Linked DNA regions of Ovis aries: region 1 is linked to region 2. The links are chromatin contacts, called in public Hi-C maps. All regions are on one chromosome and are shown on one strand. Each heading gives the region's core, a stretch centred on a gene start, on an enhancer-like site or on the middle of the called end of the contact. The rest is flanking DNA. Distances are from core to core; before and after follow the strand shown.

The links. Hi-C and Micro-C count contacts between places; a contact is called where the count stands out from the background.
Region 1: a Hi-C map of hypothalamus shows a contact between it and region 2, with 6 times the contacts expected there. The contact joins the promoter of IRS2 here to the enhancer-like site in region 2. A contact is called at or near these places in 8 of 16 Hi-C or Micro-C datasets (hypothalamus, liver, mixed tissues and 4 more).

The regions. Positions count from the first base shown.
Region 1 is chr10:84,032,143-84,037,803 of ARS-UI_Ramb_v3.0, reverse strand. It overlaps IRS2 (insulin receptor substrate 2), which reads left to right and starts at 3,582. Exons shown (of 2, transcript XM_027973785.3): 1 at 3,582-5,661. The coding sequence starts at 3,877.
Region 2 is chr10:83,630,467-83,636,455 of ARS-UI_Ramb_v3.0, reverse strand. The region is part of intron 32 of MYO16 (myosin XVI); the gene reads right to left. Among named protein-coding and RNA genes, the nearest start is that of TRNAY-GUA, 8.0 kb to the right of the region's middle. Within about 2 kb of position 2,270, at least 9 of the 54 cell types and tissues checked have an H3K27ac peak or open chromatin away from gene starts, as enhancers often do. A contact at or near this core is called in hypothalamus, where this site is marked.

The sequences.
Region 1 (5,661 bases), core at 2,333-4,832, 400 kb before region 2:
TTCTCCTGATATACATGCTTCCTTATGTGAAAGAGAAGCGAATTAATGGTCATTATTATTATTACTCCCTGGAGAAGGGAATGGCAACCCACTCCAGTATTCCTGCCTGGAGAATTCTGTGAACAGAGGAGCCTGGTGGGCTACAGTCCATGGGGTCACAAACAGTGGGACACAACTGAGCGACTGACAGACATTATTATTACTGTTATTTGTATTATGAATTATTGTATATTTTTAATATCACACTTTATTGACTACTCTATGAAAGATAATTAAATTATTCCAGAAAGGACTTTTTGGTTTGGTAAAAAAAAAAAAAAAATCACTGTGTAAGATTTTATATTAAAACAACAACAAAACCAACCAAACAGAAAACAATATTCGTTGGAAGACATGGCCATTCTGTCATCCATTCCGGGCCATGGGAAAGCATTTCATCCAGGCTCTAGCTGGCGACAGGCCACGCAAGCAGCACCCAGCCCTGCACAGGGGACAGGTTGGCAGATGTTAGTAGCTGACTCTTGCTGGAGAACAGTTGGAAAAATCACAAGGTGTCAAACAAGCTTTAAATAAATAAATAGCTTATTTGGCAATGGAAAGGGAGAAAGACAACCAGTTCCTTCCTTGAGGAAGACTGGGCTGTTTCTAATTACAGAGTTCCTTTCTGCTGGTTTCACGGGCTGACTTCTTAATGAGAAGGGAAATTGTACTCCCACACTTGCAGCTAGAGGTTCTAGGGCTTCAGAATGACAATCAGTTTGCAGTTTTGCTGCAGCTCTGTGATCCTAGAGTATGAGAACACCACTGATAGAGAAGATAAATTCTTCACCCTGGCTTGTCTGTACCTAACCAGGGACCGACTGACTAGTACACGGGGGGTGTCAGCTGCCAGCACAGAACTTCTGACACCATTAGTGGAACGCTGGTATTGAACACCCACTGGAACAGCTTTAAGGAGGGGGGAAAAAAACAAAACCCAAGATGGTCTTGTTGACATCCAAAGGGCACAGCAACTAAATATTCAATGAGTATTTGAAAACTTATTTTGTTTGAAAAGCCAAAATCAAGCGGAAAAATCCTTTCTTTGAATAAATTATTATGGCATGATGCTAGAAAGAGGTTACCCCACAATCACCCTCTGCTTGCTAGGGTTACTGAACATTTAGGCAGGTCGGTTTACTGGAAATGATCACACAGACAACGAAATTGGGCCACACGGTCTTGAAGCTCCCAGATGAGAAGCCCCATCAACTGTCCTTGCTGGGTGGACAACTTGCTAGGCAACATCGGTTACCATAAAAAGAACAGCAAGATCTAAAAGTAATAGAACACACACAATCATACACACACACAAATATGTCCATACACACCCATGCCCACACAGAAACGCGCAGGCATACACACACACACACACACACACACACACACACTCCACCACTCCTAGAAGTATTATTTTGTAAGGCATGGTTTGTTTAAAATGAAGGATAGACTTTGAACACACCTCTTTGGGGCAAATTCTGATGATTTTTGTGTCATTGATCCGTCTTCTGTTTATGTTATTCATCAGTAACCATAATTTATATAATTTATAATTTATATAGCAACTAACAAAACTACTACGATCTTTCGGTAAGTAGGGATCTCTCGGCCCTTAATATTAACTAGCACAATTTTCAGGTCACTTTCTTACAAACATGTTAAAACAGTTATCAGTCTTTCAAAAATTACAATCTTAAATTATTTTTCTTCAATGTAAGACTTCCATGACATTGGAAACGAAGACTTTTGTAAGGTATAGATGGCATTCAAAGGCAAACTTCCAGGAGTTAAAAAAAATTTTTTTGTTTCAAATCATTTCATGAAGACGCAATTAAAAACAAACCAAAAAACCCGACCAAGGCTTGTGTCTATAGCCTTTTTCGTTTCCGCAGGATTCGTAGCCTGCTCGGATCTGAACTCGGGCACTCCCACCCTCAACAGCAGCCCTCACAGTCATTTAGGAGACGCGTTATATGGTGGGTCCTAATTTGTAATCGACTTTGAAAGTCACAGACGCCACGTAGATGGAAATATCTGAAGCATCCAAGGGGATCTTTCACGCAGCACCCGCTGCGGGCGCGTAGGTCCGGAGACGCCCACTCCCGCGCCTCGGCGCGCGGGGCCGGGGGTCGGCGGGGTGCTGGCCGGCCGCGGGGACCCGGCTCGGCTCGCCGGAGCCCGCCCTCTTCCCGGCACGATGGATACTGCAGTCTTCTCCGCCTGCTCGCCCTCCCCTTTCTCCTGTTACATCTAAACAGACGATTTCAACTTCCCGAGAACATGCAAGTGAATGGCGCTGATGACGCCCCGGAAAGGGCCCACGATCGGGTGCGGGGGAAGGGCAGCCCTGAGCGGCGGGACCCCGGGAGCGCCTGGGGCCCGCGCGGCCCGGGGCTGGGGGCGCCCCCATCCGCGCCCCTTGCCGACCACGGCTCCCCTTCCAGGAAGGGGCTAGAAGCTGCTATCGATCCTGAGCTCACCGGTGACTAATGGGATGCTTGTAAACAAGCCGCGGGCCGGGCACCAAGGGAACCACCCTGGCGCGAACCCGCAGAGGCGGGGGTGGTGGTGGTGGGGACGCGCGCCCACCCCCAGCCCGGGCGCCGGATCCGCGCGCCGAAGTGTGTGCTGCGGGCGGAGGGAATTTCGAGGGGGGCAGCCGAGTTCACTGCCTCCTCCAGGCCCCAGCCAGTGCGGCGGCGGCGAGGCGGTGCGGGGCCCGGGGGTTGGGGGGGTGCCACCGCCCCCTCCCAAGCCCCGAGCCTGGGCTGGCGGTCTTGCCCCTTGATCTCGGTCGGCCCCCGCCCCCTGCAGCGCCCCCTCCCCGGCGGAAGCTCCGAGCCCAATTAATTGAGTCAAAGGCGGGAGGGCCGGGCCCTGCGCGCGGCGGCCGGCGCCCGCCCCTCCCGCGCGCCCCTTTTCCCGCCCTGGGTGGCATCTCCTCCGCGGGCCTCCGCAACGAGCCTCTGATTAATGAGGCCCGGCCGCCCCCGCCCCGCCGCGCCCCGCCCCGCCCCGGCCCGGGCCCCCCGCGGGAGGGGGCGGGGGAGGGGACGGCGGGAAACGCGGCCCCGGGAGAAAGGGGGGCGGGGTGGGGACGCGCGGCCCGCCCTCCCCGCGGCCCGCGCCCATTGGCCGCGCGCGCCGTCCGTCGGGGGGCGCGGCGCCAATGCGGGCGGCGGGGCGGGGCGGCCGCGCCGTGTGTGCCTGCGTAACGGCGAGTCACATGTTGTTTTGCTCTTCTTAGTTCAGTCACTCGGTGCGCGATGTGTTACTCACTGTGCGGCGGGGACCGCGACGAGCCCGGGTCGCCGTTGGCAGCGGCAGTAGCAGCGGCGGCAGCGGCAGCGGCAGCCCCGGCGGCGGCGGCGCGGACCCCGAGTCCCCGGGCACACCCCGGCACCCCGGAGCGCAGCGCGGCGGCGGGACCCATTCGGCCGCGCGCGCCGTAGGCTCGGCCCCGCGGCTCGGGGACCCCGACTCTCGGCCCAGCCAGCGAGTCCCCCAGGCGCCGCCCGAGAGCCCGGGAGGCAGCGGCCGCGGGCAAGCCGGGCCGCGGGGAAGGAGGGGGGGCGGCAGCCACCGCCCGCGCCGGGCACCTTCTGGGGCCCCGGATCGCGGAGGGCGCTGCGCCACCGCACGGGTGCCTGCCCCCGCGGGGCCTCCCGTGCCCAACCTTCCCCACCTCCTGGGCCCGAGGGACGCGGGCTCCGGCGCGCGAGCAGGGGGTGGTGGGGAGCCGCCCGCGCCCCCCTGCACTCCGCCCCCCCCCCGACCCCCAGCCCCGCCCCCGGCCCCTCCAAGCCGGGCCGGGCCGCGCGGCCTGAAGCGCCCGCGATGGCGAGCCCGCCGGAGCACGGGCCCCCCGGGCCGGCGGGCGGGGACGGCCCCAACCTCAACAACAACAACAACAACAACAACCACAGCGTGCGCAAGTGCGGCTACCTGCGCAAGCAGAAGCACGGCCACAAGCGCTTCTTCGTGCTGCGCGGGCCCGGCGCGGGCGGCGACGAGGCGGGCGGGGGCCCGGCGCCGCAGCCGCCGCGGCTCGAGTACTACGAGAGCGAGAAGAAGTGGCGGAGCAAGGCGGGCGCCCCGAAGCGGGTCATCGCGCTCGACTGCTGCCTGAACATCAACAAGCGCGCCGACGCCAAGCACAAGTACCTGATCGCCCTCTACACCAAGGACGAGTACTTCGCCGTGGCAGCCGAGAACGAGCAGGAGCAGGAGGGCTGGTACCGCGCGCTCACCGACCTGGTCAGCGAGGGCCGCGCGGGCGCCGGCGACGCGCCCCCCGCCGCCGCCGCCACCTCCGGGTCCTGCAGCGCCTCCCTGCCCGGCGCCCTGGGCGGCTCGGCGGGCGCCGCCGCGGCCGATGACAGCTACGGGCTGGTGGCGCCCGCCACGGCCGCCTACCGCGAGGTGTGGCAGGTAAACCTGAAGCCCAAGGGCCTGGGCCAGAGCAAGAACCTGACGGGCGTGTACCGCCTGTGCCTGTCGGCGCGCACCATCGGCTTCGTGAAGCTGAACTGCGAGCAGCCGTCGGTGACGCTGCAGCTCATGAGCATCCGCCGCTGCGGCCACTCGGACAGCTTCTTCTTCATCGAGGTGGGCCGCTCGGCCGTGACGGGCCCCGGCGAGCTGTGGATGCAGGCGGACGACTCGGTGGTGGCGCAGAACATCCACGAGACCATCCTGGAGGCCATGAAGGCGCTCAAGGAGCTCTTCGAGTTCCGGCCGCGCAGCAAGAGCCAGTCGTCCGGCTCGTCGGCCACGCACCCCATCAGCGTGCCCGGTGCGCGCCGCCACCACCACTTGGTCAACCTGCCCCCGAGCCAGACGGGGCTGGTGCGCCGCTCGCGCACCGACAGCCTGGCCGCCACCCCGCCCGCCGCCAAGTGCAGCGCGTGCCGGGTGCGCACAGCCAGCGAGGGCGACGGCGGCGCCGCGGCGGGGGCGGCGGCGGGGGCCGGGGCGGCGGCGGGCAGCCCCCTGAGCCCGGGCCCGGTGCGCGCGCCCCTGAGCCGCTCGCACACGCTGAGCGGCGGCCGCGCGGGCAAGGCGGCGCTGGCGCCGGCAGGGGGCGGCCTGCAGCACAGCCGCTCCATGTCCATGCCCGTGGCGCACTCGCCCCCGGCGGCTACCAGCCCCGGCAGCCTGTCGTCCAGCAGCGGGCACGGCTCGGGCTCCTACCCGCCGCCCCCCGGCCCGCACCCGCACCTGCAGCACCCCCTGCACCCCCAGCGCCCCTCCAGCGGCAGCGCCTCGGCCTCGGGCTCCCCCAGCGACCCCGGCTTCATGTCCTTGGACGAGTATGGCTCCAGCCCCGGGGACCTGAGGGTCTACTGCGGCCACCGGAGCAACACGCCCGAGTCCATCGCTGAGACGCCCCCGGCGCGGGACGGCAGCGCGGGCGAGCTGTACGGCTACATGACCATGGAGCGGCCGCTGAGCCACTGCGGCGGCCGCGCCTACCGCAGGGTCTCCGGGGACGGCGCCCCAGACTTGGACCGAGGGCTGAGAAAGCGGACTTACTCGCTGACCACGCCTGCCCGGCAGCGGCCCGCGCCCCAGCCGTCCTCCGCGTCCCTGGATGAGTACACCTTGATGCGGGCCACCTTC
Region 2 (5,989 bases), core at 1,021-3,520:
CTATATAGATATGTCTGAATATCTGTATCTGTAGCTATATCTGTTTCTATAGTCACATAATCTAGGAAATAAACAGTTGCTGTAGAGACAGATGAAGTGGGCTTTTTTGGGCTGTGAAGTTGGCTTTTTTGGGCCGTGTGCCTTTCTCCTGGGCTTCCCGGGAATCCTGCCAATGCAGGATACACAAGAGACAGGGGTTCAGTTCCTCACTCGGGAAGATCACTTAGAGGAGGGCATGGCAACCCACTCCAGTATGCTTGCTTGGAGAATTCCAGGGACAGAAGAGTCTGGTGGGCTTCAGTCCGTGGGGTTGCAGAGAGTCGGACACGACTGAGCATGCATGCAAGCCTTTCTCCTGCCCTGGGTCGTGCTGTCTGTTGCGAATCACCCTTGACCATCCAAGCAGCCCTCAGCATGGCCCCTGGGACAGGAGGAGAGGTCCCTGCAGCTTTACCGTGCGGCCAGTCCTGAGCAGGCATCCGAGATGCCGCACTCCCAGGACCGACACTTAGGCCCTGCAGAGTCGAGCACTTCCTCAAGGCAAGATGCTGGCTGAGTGTCTTGCAAGTGAAAGCAACTGCTGTGAGTGACTGCTCACCTGTAATTCAGAGCTGTTCCCAAGCAGAACCTTCCAGAGGCAGAGACAGAGCAGACAGAAAGCCAGGAAACAGTCCTTCTAAACCAGAGGGATTATTCTGGCTTCACCTGGGTGCTGTGGGCCCCTGACATTGCGGAGGGCAGCTTGTGGGACAAGAGGGTGGAAAGGGCCTCCATCGAGATGCTTACATTGAAGGAGCACTGTCATCGTTTGTCGTGTCTGACTCTTTGCGACCCTACGGACTGCAGCCCAACAGGCTCCTCTCTCCATAGGATTCTCCAGGCAAGAATCCTGGAGTGGGTAGCCATTCCCTTCTCCAGGGGAACCTTCCTGACCCAGGGGTGGAACCTGGGTCTCTTGCACGGGCAGGCAGATTCTTCCCCACTGAGCCACCAGGGAAGCCTTTCAAGGCTCGTGGCCACATGCTAACAGGACCAGGTACCCTGAACTCGTGTTTGGAGACAGGGCTGCCCGCACACGGCCTCCTCTGGCCGCCCCACCTGCTCCCCTCCTTCTGCACCCACCTGGAGAACTCCCAGCCCCCCACCTCCTGCCCCCATCATCACCCATCACGCATCCTGCTCACAGGTCAGCCCTGGCGGGAGGCTCTCCAAGACATAACCGCAGCAACAAGCTCCTGCTCTGGGGCCACCAGCTGTGCCCCCGCCCCATGCCCTGCTCATGAACGCTCCGTGATGAAGTCTGGTCAACCTCTCCCCAAAGAAGGCCCAAGCACACCGCTGGAGTTCACAGGCCACTCAGGGCTCAGTCACAGACCCATGGGGGCGTCTATGACCCCCAGGTAGAGCCTCACTTTGAAATGGGGCGGACCCATCTGCCGCCCGCCCTGTCTGGAGACAGCAGGGCACCCAGAGCTCTCTCTCCTCTCTGGATTCCCGGGGGCAAGCCCTGGGCTTGCATCAAGCTAATGCCTGGTGGATGACTACAAGGGAGTTAGCTCTGCAAGTTAATGCAAGTCCTGGGTACAGGGCCCTGGTTGCACAATTTCCCTGAGTGAAAGAGTTCTTGGGCATTGAGAGAGAGGAGGTGCTGTAAACAGGGAGAAAAATGTCACAGCATTCACAACAAATATTAGGCACTTTAAAAAAAATGTCCAATTAACACGGAAGGCAAAGAGCTCTGTGCTCTTAAAGTAGATATGTCTGACTATGGATCAGTGTATTCCATTTGAAAGCTCATTTGCAAGAAGAGACAGACTAAGGATTATTTCAACTGGGCATCCGGGGAATGAGAAGCACTGCAGCGTCCAGTTGCAAGGCCCAAACACAGAGACGCCTGTACTGCGGCAGGGCCAGGAGCTGCTCAGAACATCCTTTGCTCACACAGGGACCCACGCGTGCGTCAAAGCTCGGGTTCACTGACCCGGCCAGGGCAGCCACATTCTACAGCTCATCCTCTCCATCTATCCACCCAGCGACGAGCGAAGGACTTGCTTCGCTGGGGATGCTAGGCTTGCCTTCCCCAAGGACTTCGTTTGGAAAAACGGGGGAAACTTGGGGCTGATTTAAAATGGTTCCATAAGGCAGAGGGATGCTTTCCTTTCACGGGAGGGCGTCCAGAGTGCCCTGGACTACACATCAGTAAAGTATGTGCTTGCTCCGTCCACGCCCTTTCTAACATTCATGAAGCCTCAGGCCACCACCCCCCACAAATAAATCACCACGCAGAGAAAGCAAAGCAGCTGGAGAGTGAGAGAGATTAACAGCTCAGCACAGCATACACAGCCAGAAAAGCCTGCATGTAGGCAAGACGCCTCGGGGATGCCGAGCCCTACCTCCCATCATGGGATGCAGAGACCTGCACAGGAGGACGGATGTCTTAGCTGCCATCTCATCAGAAGGCGCCAGAGACGAAACAGGAGACAAGTGTCGAGACGTCTGCCGCAAACACTAGCGGAGAACGGCAGTTTACCAACGCTGCCCTTGAGCACAGGTCACAGGTTTCCGCCTGTACTTCTGTGATATTTCAGTGATTTTAAAGCATCTTCTTGTTAGCAAACAACGCATAATTGCGCTTAATTTGGCAGAGAAGCTTCAAAATCTCACTCAGTACCGATTGAGGAGGCTACGGGGGCTTCCCTGGTGGCTCAGTGGTAAAGAATCCGCCTGCCGATGGAGGAGACAGGGGGTCGATCTCTGGTGCGGGAAGATCCCCACACACTCCTTGGGTAACTAAGTCCACGCCGCAACTGCAGAGCCTGTGCTCCAGAGTCCGGAAGCTGCAGTGACCGAGCCCACACACCGCAACTACTGAAGCCCGTGTTCCATAACAGGAGAAACCACCACAGCTAGAGTGTGGTCCCCGCTGGCCCCAACTAGAGAAAGCGCGCACAGCCACAGAGACCCAGCCCAGCCCCAAACAAATCGAAACGATTGCTTTGAAAAGATGCAGTTGTAATACATACTTGAGAGACTGATCTTTCACGCTTAGCTCTGTTTGGACATGACATTTAGAAATTCACACCTTGAGGCTGTCACTGTAGAAAAGTTATCTGCACAGCTGTCCACATGGTGGTGGTGAGGGGGTGCGGCGCTGTGCTCACAGACCCTGTGGAAGTTCTCGAAGACCAGTGATTTCTGGTGGAAAGCTGACTCCTGAGAATTACTTCAGCTGCATCATGAAAAAATGATGCTCCAGCATCTTAGGGGCAGCTTCTGTCTTGAGCAGCAAGATGATGTTAGTTAATCAAGTCTCTGATGTTCAAATGGATTGACAGGTCTGTACTTATTAACGTGACTTAAGAATAAAGCTTATATTTTTTTTCTAAAGGACCTCCCTGATGAAATTGATACAAATATTTATCAGTAAATTGCTTTGACATTGGGACCTATTTCCACATAATTGAGTGATGGTGGAGTAAGCTGGAGATGAGCTAAGATTGGTCACAGAGATAGTTCATTAATCTGCTGTACTTTTGTATGTATTTGAAATTTTCCATAAAGCCAACTTTGAAAATAATTGTTTAAAAAATAAATGGTCTTATGGATTCAAGCATTACATTGTAAAAATTTCATTTATATAATGAAAGTGAAAGTATTACTCAGTTGTGCCCAACTCTTTGTGACCCCATGGACTGTGGCCTGCCAGGCTGCTCTCCGTCTGTGGGACTCTTCAGGCAAGAACACTGGAGTGGGTTGCCATTCCCTTCTCCAAGGGATCTTCCCGACCCAGGGATCAAACCTGGGTCGCAGGAGGTTTCTTTTACCATCTGAGCCACCAGAGAAGTCAGAACTCAAAATATCCTTACTTGGAGTATTTATGCAATGAAATAAAATATTTGAAATTAAGAGTAATTTCCATTTGGCTGCAGTGGTTCTGATTTGTAAAAATGCCCCAGGGCCAGATTTATCAAATATATTTATATGTCAAACTGCTCTTTTAAAGGTAGGTTTTCATCAAATGTATTTAATAAACACCTAATACATGCAAAGAAATCTTGCCTCTATATCTCTTTTGCCAATATAATTTTTAACTACCTATTTATATTATGTAAACTAAAGATGCACAGTATCAGAAAGTCACAAAATTATTTTTTTTTACATATTCTGCAAATCAGACACCTCCACTTTCTTCCATAGGTTCCTGAGGCGTACTGCATTTTTGTTAATGCCTGATCATCCTGCTCTTTTTCAATGGACACAGAAAACACGCTCATTTCATTTCACATTCTAGATAAACAACCAGCCACAGATGGAACCGTTTGGAGCAATGGCGCACCCTCGTGGCCCCAAGAAGCAAATGGTATCCCCTCTGCATTTGAACTGGGTCTCAGAATTTTTGAAACTGAGCAACTATAAATAATTAGCACAGTAATATTAATAACCTGGTATCAGAAGAAAAACACCCTGTGAATGAACAGGATAGACAGAAAGGCTCGGACAATTAAACACACAGCTGTCCTTCATTCTAAGGCCCAGGGGCCCCCAGAGCACACTCCGCAGTTGCATGTATCCATGAGCTGTGAAGTACACGTTTGGAATTTTATGAAGCAGTTTTCTCATCCAAACTCTAGGACTCTTACTTGTTGCACCTTGTGTGAGTACATACGGCTTTTTAAAGCCTTATCCTCTATTTTGTTTTATTCCCTGCAGTTCTGGGCCTCACTGTGTAGGTAACTGAGATAGTCACCTCTAGAGCCAGAATCACTGCATTTAAGTCAGGCTGTATCTCTCAGAGTGGGGAGCAAGTTTAATCTCTATGCCTTAGTTTTCCCATCTGTAGAATGGGGACACCACAGCAGACACTGTTCAGTCTTGTGAGAACTAAACAGATTATTAAAACCATGCCTGGAGCATAGTAGCCACGGCTACTACTGCAGCTAAGGCCCCTCCTCCCAAGCTGTCGTCACGGCTGCCAGCTGGACGGTCACATTTTGTCCACACCTGCATTCTGGACTCTTAAGAGCTTCTGCGACTTTGTGTTCCTCCAGTTGAATGTCCAGGAGTCTACAGGAACACGATAGTTATGAAATCCCACATTTAGGTCCACAGAGCAGCAAGGGAGTGTAATGAAACACCACAGGACCTTGTTTCCTGTCCACAGCTCGCCATTCCTTACACGTTAATCAGTGCCAAAACTAGTTTGGAGCAAATCCTCTGAATGCCTTTTCTCAAGTCCAAAGGAAGGAACTGTCAACACTGGACTATCTCAAGAGAGACATCATTTTATCAACAAAGGTCCGTCCAGTCAAAGCTATGGTTTTCCCAGTAGTCATGTACTGATGTGAGAGTTGGACTATAAAGAAAGCTGAGTGCTGAAGAACTGATGCTTTTGAACTGTAGTGTTGGAGAAGATTCTTGAGAGTTCCTTGGATATCAAGGAGATCCAGCCAGTCAATCCTAAAGGAAATCAGTCTGAATATTCCTTGGAAGGACTGATGCTGAAGCTGAAACTCCAATCCTTTGGCCACCTGATGTGAAGAGCTGACTCACTGGAAAAGACCCTGATACTTGAAAAGACTGAAGGCAGGAGGAGAAAGGGACGACAGAGGATAAGCTGGTTGGATGGCATCACTAACTCAATGGACATGAGTTTGAGTAAACTGGGAGCTGGTGATGGACAGGGAGGCCTGGCATGCTGCAGTCCATGGGGTTAAAAAGAGTCAGACACGACTGAGCGACTGAACTGGACTGAGGCGGCTCAGACGGTAAGGAGTCTACCTACATGTGAGAGGCCTGAGTTTGATACCTGGTTCAGGAAGATTCCTTAGAGAAGGGAATGGCAGCCCTCTCCAGTATTCTTGCCTGGAGAATCCCATGGACTGTCGGGCTACAGTTTATGGGATCGCAAAGAGTCGGATACGACTGGACTGAGCGACTAACACACGTAATCTCTTCAAGGTCGCTCTCCAGAGAATCGAGGGGGAAGTCC